Linked DNA regions of Mus musculus: region 1 is linked to region 2. Evidence: chromatin contacts called from public HiChIP or PLAC-seq data. All regions are on one chromosome and are shown on one strand. Each heading gives the region's core, a stretch centred on a gene start, on an enhancer-like site or on the middle of the called end of the contact. The rest is flanking DNA. Distances are from core to core; before and after follow the strand shown.

Evidence for each region. HiChIP or PLAC-seq counts read pairs in DNA pulled down with a chosen protein or histone mark.
Region 1: an H3K27ac HiChIP or PLAC-seq map of trophoblast stem cells shows a contact between it and region 2, with 6 times the contacts expected there. The contact joins the enhancer-like site here to the promoter of Plekhg6 in region 2. A contact is called at or near these places in 6 of 39 promoter capture datasets (the 3T3-L1 cell line, embryonic stem cells, hippocampal neurons and 2 more), 42 of 484 Hi-C or Micro-C datasets (the AML12 cell line, the C2C12 cell line, the CH12 cell line and 26 more), 15 of 115 datasets of contacts at active chromatin or transcription factors (embryonic basal ganglia, embryonic stem cells, extraembryonic endoderm stem cells and 4 more) and 2 of 9 other capture datasets (adipose tissue and liver).

Annotation. Positions count from the first base shown.
Region 1 is chr6:125,583,285-125,585,984 of GRCm38.p6, reverse strand. All of the region lies in intron 6 of Vwf (Von Willebrand factor), which reads right to left. Among named protein-coding and RNA genes, the nearest start is that of Vwf, 32 kb to the right of the region's middle. Within about 2 kb of position 1,379, at least 52 of the 459 cell types and tissues checked have an H3K27ac peak or open chromatin away from gene starts, as enhancers often do. A contact at or near this core is called in differentiating embryonic stem cells, embryonic stem cells, extraembryonic endoderm stem cells and 4 more, where this site is marked.
Region 2 is chr6:125,379,235-125,381,934 of GRCm38.p6, reverse strand. Plekhg6 (pleckstrin homology domain containing, family G (with RhoGef domain) member 6) reads left to right here and starts at 1,431. Exons shown (of 17, transcript NM_198604.2): 1 at 1,431-1,585; 2 at 1,959-2,180.

The DNA of each region.
Region 1 (2,700 bases), core at 130-2,629, 200 kb before region 2:
CTGAGGACAGCTGAGGGTGTCCAGCTGCTCAGGTTCCTGCCTACCTGATTTCCCACCCACAGTTCGGAACTAGAAAGAAGAAAACAAAACACCTGAAAATCACAAGCCCATGAAAATCTACTGCTGCTCCACCCCCAGCCCAGGGCTCTCAGACAAGAGCAATCGCTCTGAGTCATTGTGTGACCGGCTCTTGGCATGGTAAGGAGGAGCAAGAAATTTTCCCCATGCAGGACACAGTAGCATCTATCCTCCCTGCCAGGAGTCCTGCCAGGGCAAGGGCTGCCTGGCCCATCCCCCATTGGCCCAGGTCAGCCCTTTCCAAAGGGAAAGTGGGAACAAGACTCTAGCATATTTCTTGGGAGGTCCCTGGAGGTATTAACTGGTTTGTAGAAAGCCACAGCAAGATGGGTGCTTTCGGGTTATTTCACTGCAGGAAGGGAGTGAGGTTTCTGTAGAAGCTGCCTTCTTAGAACAAATCCTTCGGCTATAGTTTCTCCCTCCACAGAAACAAAAAGAAGTCTGGGCCCTCATCTTCTCTTCCAGGCTTCCTCTGGTCACCCCCGTCCTCAACCTGGTCCACAGTCTGGTTGCTAGGCAGGCTTTTCAACAGCTGCCCAGTGCCACCTTCTCTGACCCCACAGCAGTACCCAGGGGCATATTTACCTCACAGTCTTAGCCACTTCCAGGCTTCTCTGTTCTAACTCAGGCAGCCCAGCCAGGACAAGTAAAGGCCTGAGATGACAGAGTGAAGTCCAAGGTGGATTTAATACCTGTGCTCCCAGCCTCCCAGCAGACACCATTCATTATATAGATGTTAAAATACTATACATACACTAGGTGGGTGGCCTCTAGATCTGCAGCACACAGACGGGGCTGGATATAAAAAGCAAACTATACCCCATTCCAATTTAAAGGGCAACATTTTAACTCAATAGGAAGGCAGGGAGGCTGGGCCCCAGGACTGGATTTCAGCCTTCCCCTCTCTTCCCATCCCCAACCCAGGCATTGCTGATGCCTTCCTGAAAACACCTTCATGTTTCCTTCCATTGGCATGTCTACTATATCGAGGCACTGTGTTTAGCACAATGAATGCAAAAGAAAATACACTGGGTAAATTCTCAAAACCTGAAGGGAGGAGAAGCCTAACCTCTCCCCCTGTCTGCATGTCCTCTCTGAAGCCCTCTGGGCCCGGTCCAGGAGCCACCTCTCCAGGAAGGCTTCCCCAAAGTTCCTCCTCTCTCATCAACTGCTGGGCACACCGCTCTTGAACTGCTACTACCCCTTTCTGTACCCGTCTCCTGAGTTTCCATACATGTGTTCCAAGGACAGAGATGTAAACACTGGGTCAATCCTAGCCGTAATAAATACTAGCATAACTTGCCTCCAGGGCCTAGGGTGTGGCATAGGCTGGTTTACATGCAGGCTGAAGGCTTCATCCCTACCTGGGGTGGCCTTCTCAGTTATGCTGCCTATTGTAACTGGAAGAAACCTGCAGCTGAGGTGTCAGGGAAAGCATTCCAAAGCCAGGCATACTCTGAGCTGGGTCTGGGTGCTGAGTAAAGACTTAGAGGCAAGCCAGGCAGCAGCTTTAATCCCAGCACTGCAGAGGCGGAGGCGGGGGCGGGGGCGGAGGCGGAGGCGGAGGCGGAGGCGGAGGCGGAGGCGGAGGCGGAGGCGGAGGCGGAGGCGGAGGCAGGAGGATCTCTGTGAGTTCAAGGCCAGCCTGGTCTACAGGGCAAGTTTCAGGACAGGCAGGGCTACACAGAGAAACCCTGTCTTGAAAAACAAACAAAAACAAACAGGGTAAGAGGAGACTAAACAAAGTGTTGCCCCCAGCCTAGAGTCCCAGCCTTCTGGGAGGTAGGAGAACCTTTAGGTAGTGGGGGCTGGCAAGAGAAAGTTAGGTCATTGGGGATGTGCCTACAAAGGGGAGATAGCACCCCAGGCTCCTTCTCTTGCTTCCTGGCCACCACAAAGCAAACACCCTCCTTAGCCACACACTCCCACTGTGGTGCACTGTACTTTTACAGGCCCATGCTGGTGGCACCAAATGACCATAAAACCCTGAAACCATGAACAAAAATAACTGTGCTGCTTATCAAATTGACTTCCTTTGGTATTTTGTTCCAGCGATGCTGAGCTGAGGCGCTAAGGATTATCTCTATGCGCCCTACCTTCCTGTGAGCATGTGCGAAGTCAAGAAAATTTGTGAATCCAGATCAAGAGGCCAGAAGAGTCAAGCCGGAGGCCTGAGCCAGTCATCCTTGGCCTCTGTCGGCCCTCCCAGTCAGAGGCTGCTGACCTAGAGAAGCCCAGCCACAATGCTTCACACAGCATCTCTGCTTCAACAGAAGGTTCCCATGAAATACAAACCCTGTCCTTCTTCTACCGCTGAGACCCTCTTCTAACCTGTGTAAATAAAGTTGTTGCAAAACCTGTGCATCTGGGCTGAAGAGATGGCTCAGCGGGTGGAGCACTGACTGCTCTCCCAAAGGTCATGAGTTCAAATCCCAGCAACCACATGGTGGCTCACAATCATCCTTAATAAGATCTGACGCCCTCTTCTGGTGTGTCTGAAGACAGCTACAGTGTACTTAGATATAATAATAAATAAATCTTTAAAAACAAAACAAAACAAAAACAAAACCCTGTGCATCTTTCACAAAATAGATCTTCAGAGACTTGTGGGGTAAGTAGAAC
Region 2 (2,700 bases), core at 182-2,681:
CTGGCCCCCCACAGTGTGAATGCTAGGAACAGGCAAAACCTGCATTCTTGACAAACATGGTTCTCATCCAACTCCTTCTCCGCTCCCCCCCCTACACACACACCTGGGGGGGCAGAAGGCAGGATGGAGGCAACCACAGGTCAGGACAGCTCCTCTGTAACACTGAGACCTCACAACATCATATTCTAAAAAAGTACACTGAAGGACAAATCTGTGACTGGGAACAGGAACACACATTCAAGCAACCGATGGCAAAGATGCCTCTCCAGGCTGAAAGGAGCCATGGGAGAGGGTGAGAATTAGAGGTGTTTTTGTTTTGTTTTGTTTTGTTTTTGTTTTGTTTTGTTTTTGTTTTGTTTTGTTTTGTTTTTCCTCTGAACACAGGGAGACACTTCTGAAAGGGTTTTGTGTACTTCGGGATGCTTTGTGTGGTAAGAGGTTGCACCAGACCCAGTCTAGTCCATTGGCGGAAGGAAGATCCCAAAGTGGACCTCAGACCTGCCCATCTCCCCGCCCCCTCCCCCCCCCCCCCACCGAGACTTCCACCTCTGGATCACACATCCATGGGATGATATAACTCTCAGTTCTTCCCTCAGACCAGACGACAGGACTTGGGAATGTGGGGGCGGGGGGGCGGGGATGCCTTTCACATCACGCCCAGCCAGTGCTGTACCACTTCGGAGAAACTGTTCAGTCTGTGTAGCCCTTGGGAAGGCCACACTGGCCCAAGTGCAGTCCGGTGGGAGGGTACCCTCCCCTGGTATGCCCCCTCCCTCCAGGCTTAAGTAATGAGAGTAGTGTTGGGTATGGTCTAAGCTTGGCCCCTGATGCCTCCCTCAATAAGACACAAAGTCCACAGAACCTTCCTCCCTGTTGCCAGGGCAGGCCAGCAGGTTCACTGGAGATAAGGGCTACACTTTGGACTCCATGGCCAGAGGACAGCCATGGGGCTGAGAATCCTTGGGCCTCCGCCCTTCCTGATGCTAGGCTGGCTCCCTTTCAGGGTAACGGTCTAGGACAGGCAAGAGGGGCCTGGTGCAAACAAGGGATGTGTACCTGCCACAGGTCGCTTGGTCATTACCTCACCGCCTCCGCATAGCGGCGCCCAACCTTTCATTTATCCCTCATTACCCTGGCGCCTGGCAGGGGTCTGGCCGGGAAGGGAGGACACGCTGGTGGCCTGCGGGTGGCACAAGGTTCCAGCCCCTGGCCCCGACCAGGTGACAGATTGCTGGTTAGTTCAGGTGCAAAAGAAAGGGAAAGGTGCGCACCGAGAAGTGAGCACTCCTGGTCTGGGGTTGGTGTACGGAGAGTCCGGCTCCCTACCCTCTCTGTCCGGGTGACCAGGACCGCGACGCTGCAAGGCCCGCAGGGAGGGGGAGGTGCCAGCCCACGTCCCGCCCCTCTGCCTCCACCTTCACCTCCCTTCCCGGCCCCGTGCTGCCTGGTCCCGCGGGCCGCTCGGTCCTAGTCCCAGGCTGGGACAGTGGGGCTGCCATCGCCAAGGAAGCTGACAACGACCCAGATTTCCACAGTATCCAGCGGACGTCAAGGACAGCGGAAGCTCGGACACCTGCGCTCACAGGTGAGCACTTGGGAGGGCGAGTGCCGGGCGGCCAGGGAACCGGGGATCTGGGACAGGGTCGCGGGGCCTCAGAAGGAGGAGGGAAGGAGGCTGGGTACGAGGGAGGGAGAAAAGCTGGGCCTGGGAAAAGATAGAAAAGGTGGACGTGGGGAGAGATAGTAAGGGGGAGGGAGAAGGAGGGGCGGGGGACTGCCTTCGGGGGCTGGACTGTTGTTGTCCCGGGGCGGGAGACACAATGAACAATCTCCTCTGCGAGTAAGTCAGAGTAAGCTAGGAGAGAGAAATGGGAGGTTTCTAGAGCCCAGTTGGTGGGAAACCAACCCCTGTATAGGGTTCTTGAGTCCAGTTCCCATTAAGGGCCTCTTCCCTTCAGGCCCTGCCCACTGCAAGGGATGGGTCTTCCATCCAGGCTTAGAAAGGAGGGGTGGAGTCCTGCATCTGACTTCCAGCTCTATCCCTGGTGGTGCCCTCGGCGGCCAGGAAAGGAGCTTAGTGGGAGACCAGCGGGCTGCCTCAACTAGGGGCATCCCTCCAGACCCTGTCTGACAGCTCTCCTGACTTCGCCAGATTGTACGTGGACGTGTGGGGTTTCCAGGTAAGGCATGTACAGACTTCTCAGTAAAGGGACAGAAAAGCTATATTGTAGAGTCTCTTGTCTATTGAGTCTCAGTTGCGACTAACTGAAAAGCAGCCAAGGATGGCCAGCCGACCAGTAAGGGTGGCTGGCTGGCTGAACCGTGATAAAACTAGCTGTAACTCATGGAGTGTGAACTGGGTGTATTGTTCTCTTTCCCCAAATATTATTTTTCCTTTTTTGCCCCCCCCCATTATTTAAAAATGTAAACGTTGCAAAGCATGATAGAATACATCTGTGATCATAGCACTCTAGAAACTGAGGCAGGGGGATGCAGAGTTGGAAGGTAGCCTAGACTGGGTTACACTGTGTGTCAGCCTGGGCTATATTAAGAGGTCCTCCTATCTCAAATCAGAAAATAAAATAAAAGCCGTTCTTAACCCATAGTCTGTTCCAACATGAGAAACCCACTTGTCTGTCTCTAGTCAGCTTTACCTGTCCCAGTTCATGGTGTTTGTGCAGTGTTGACAAAGGTAATACA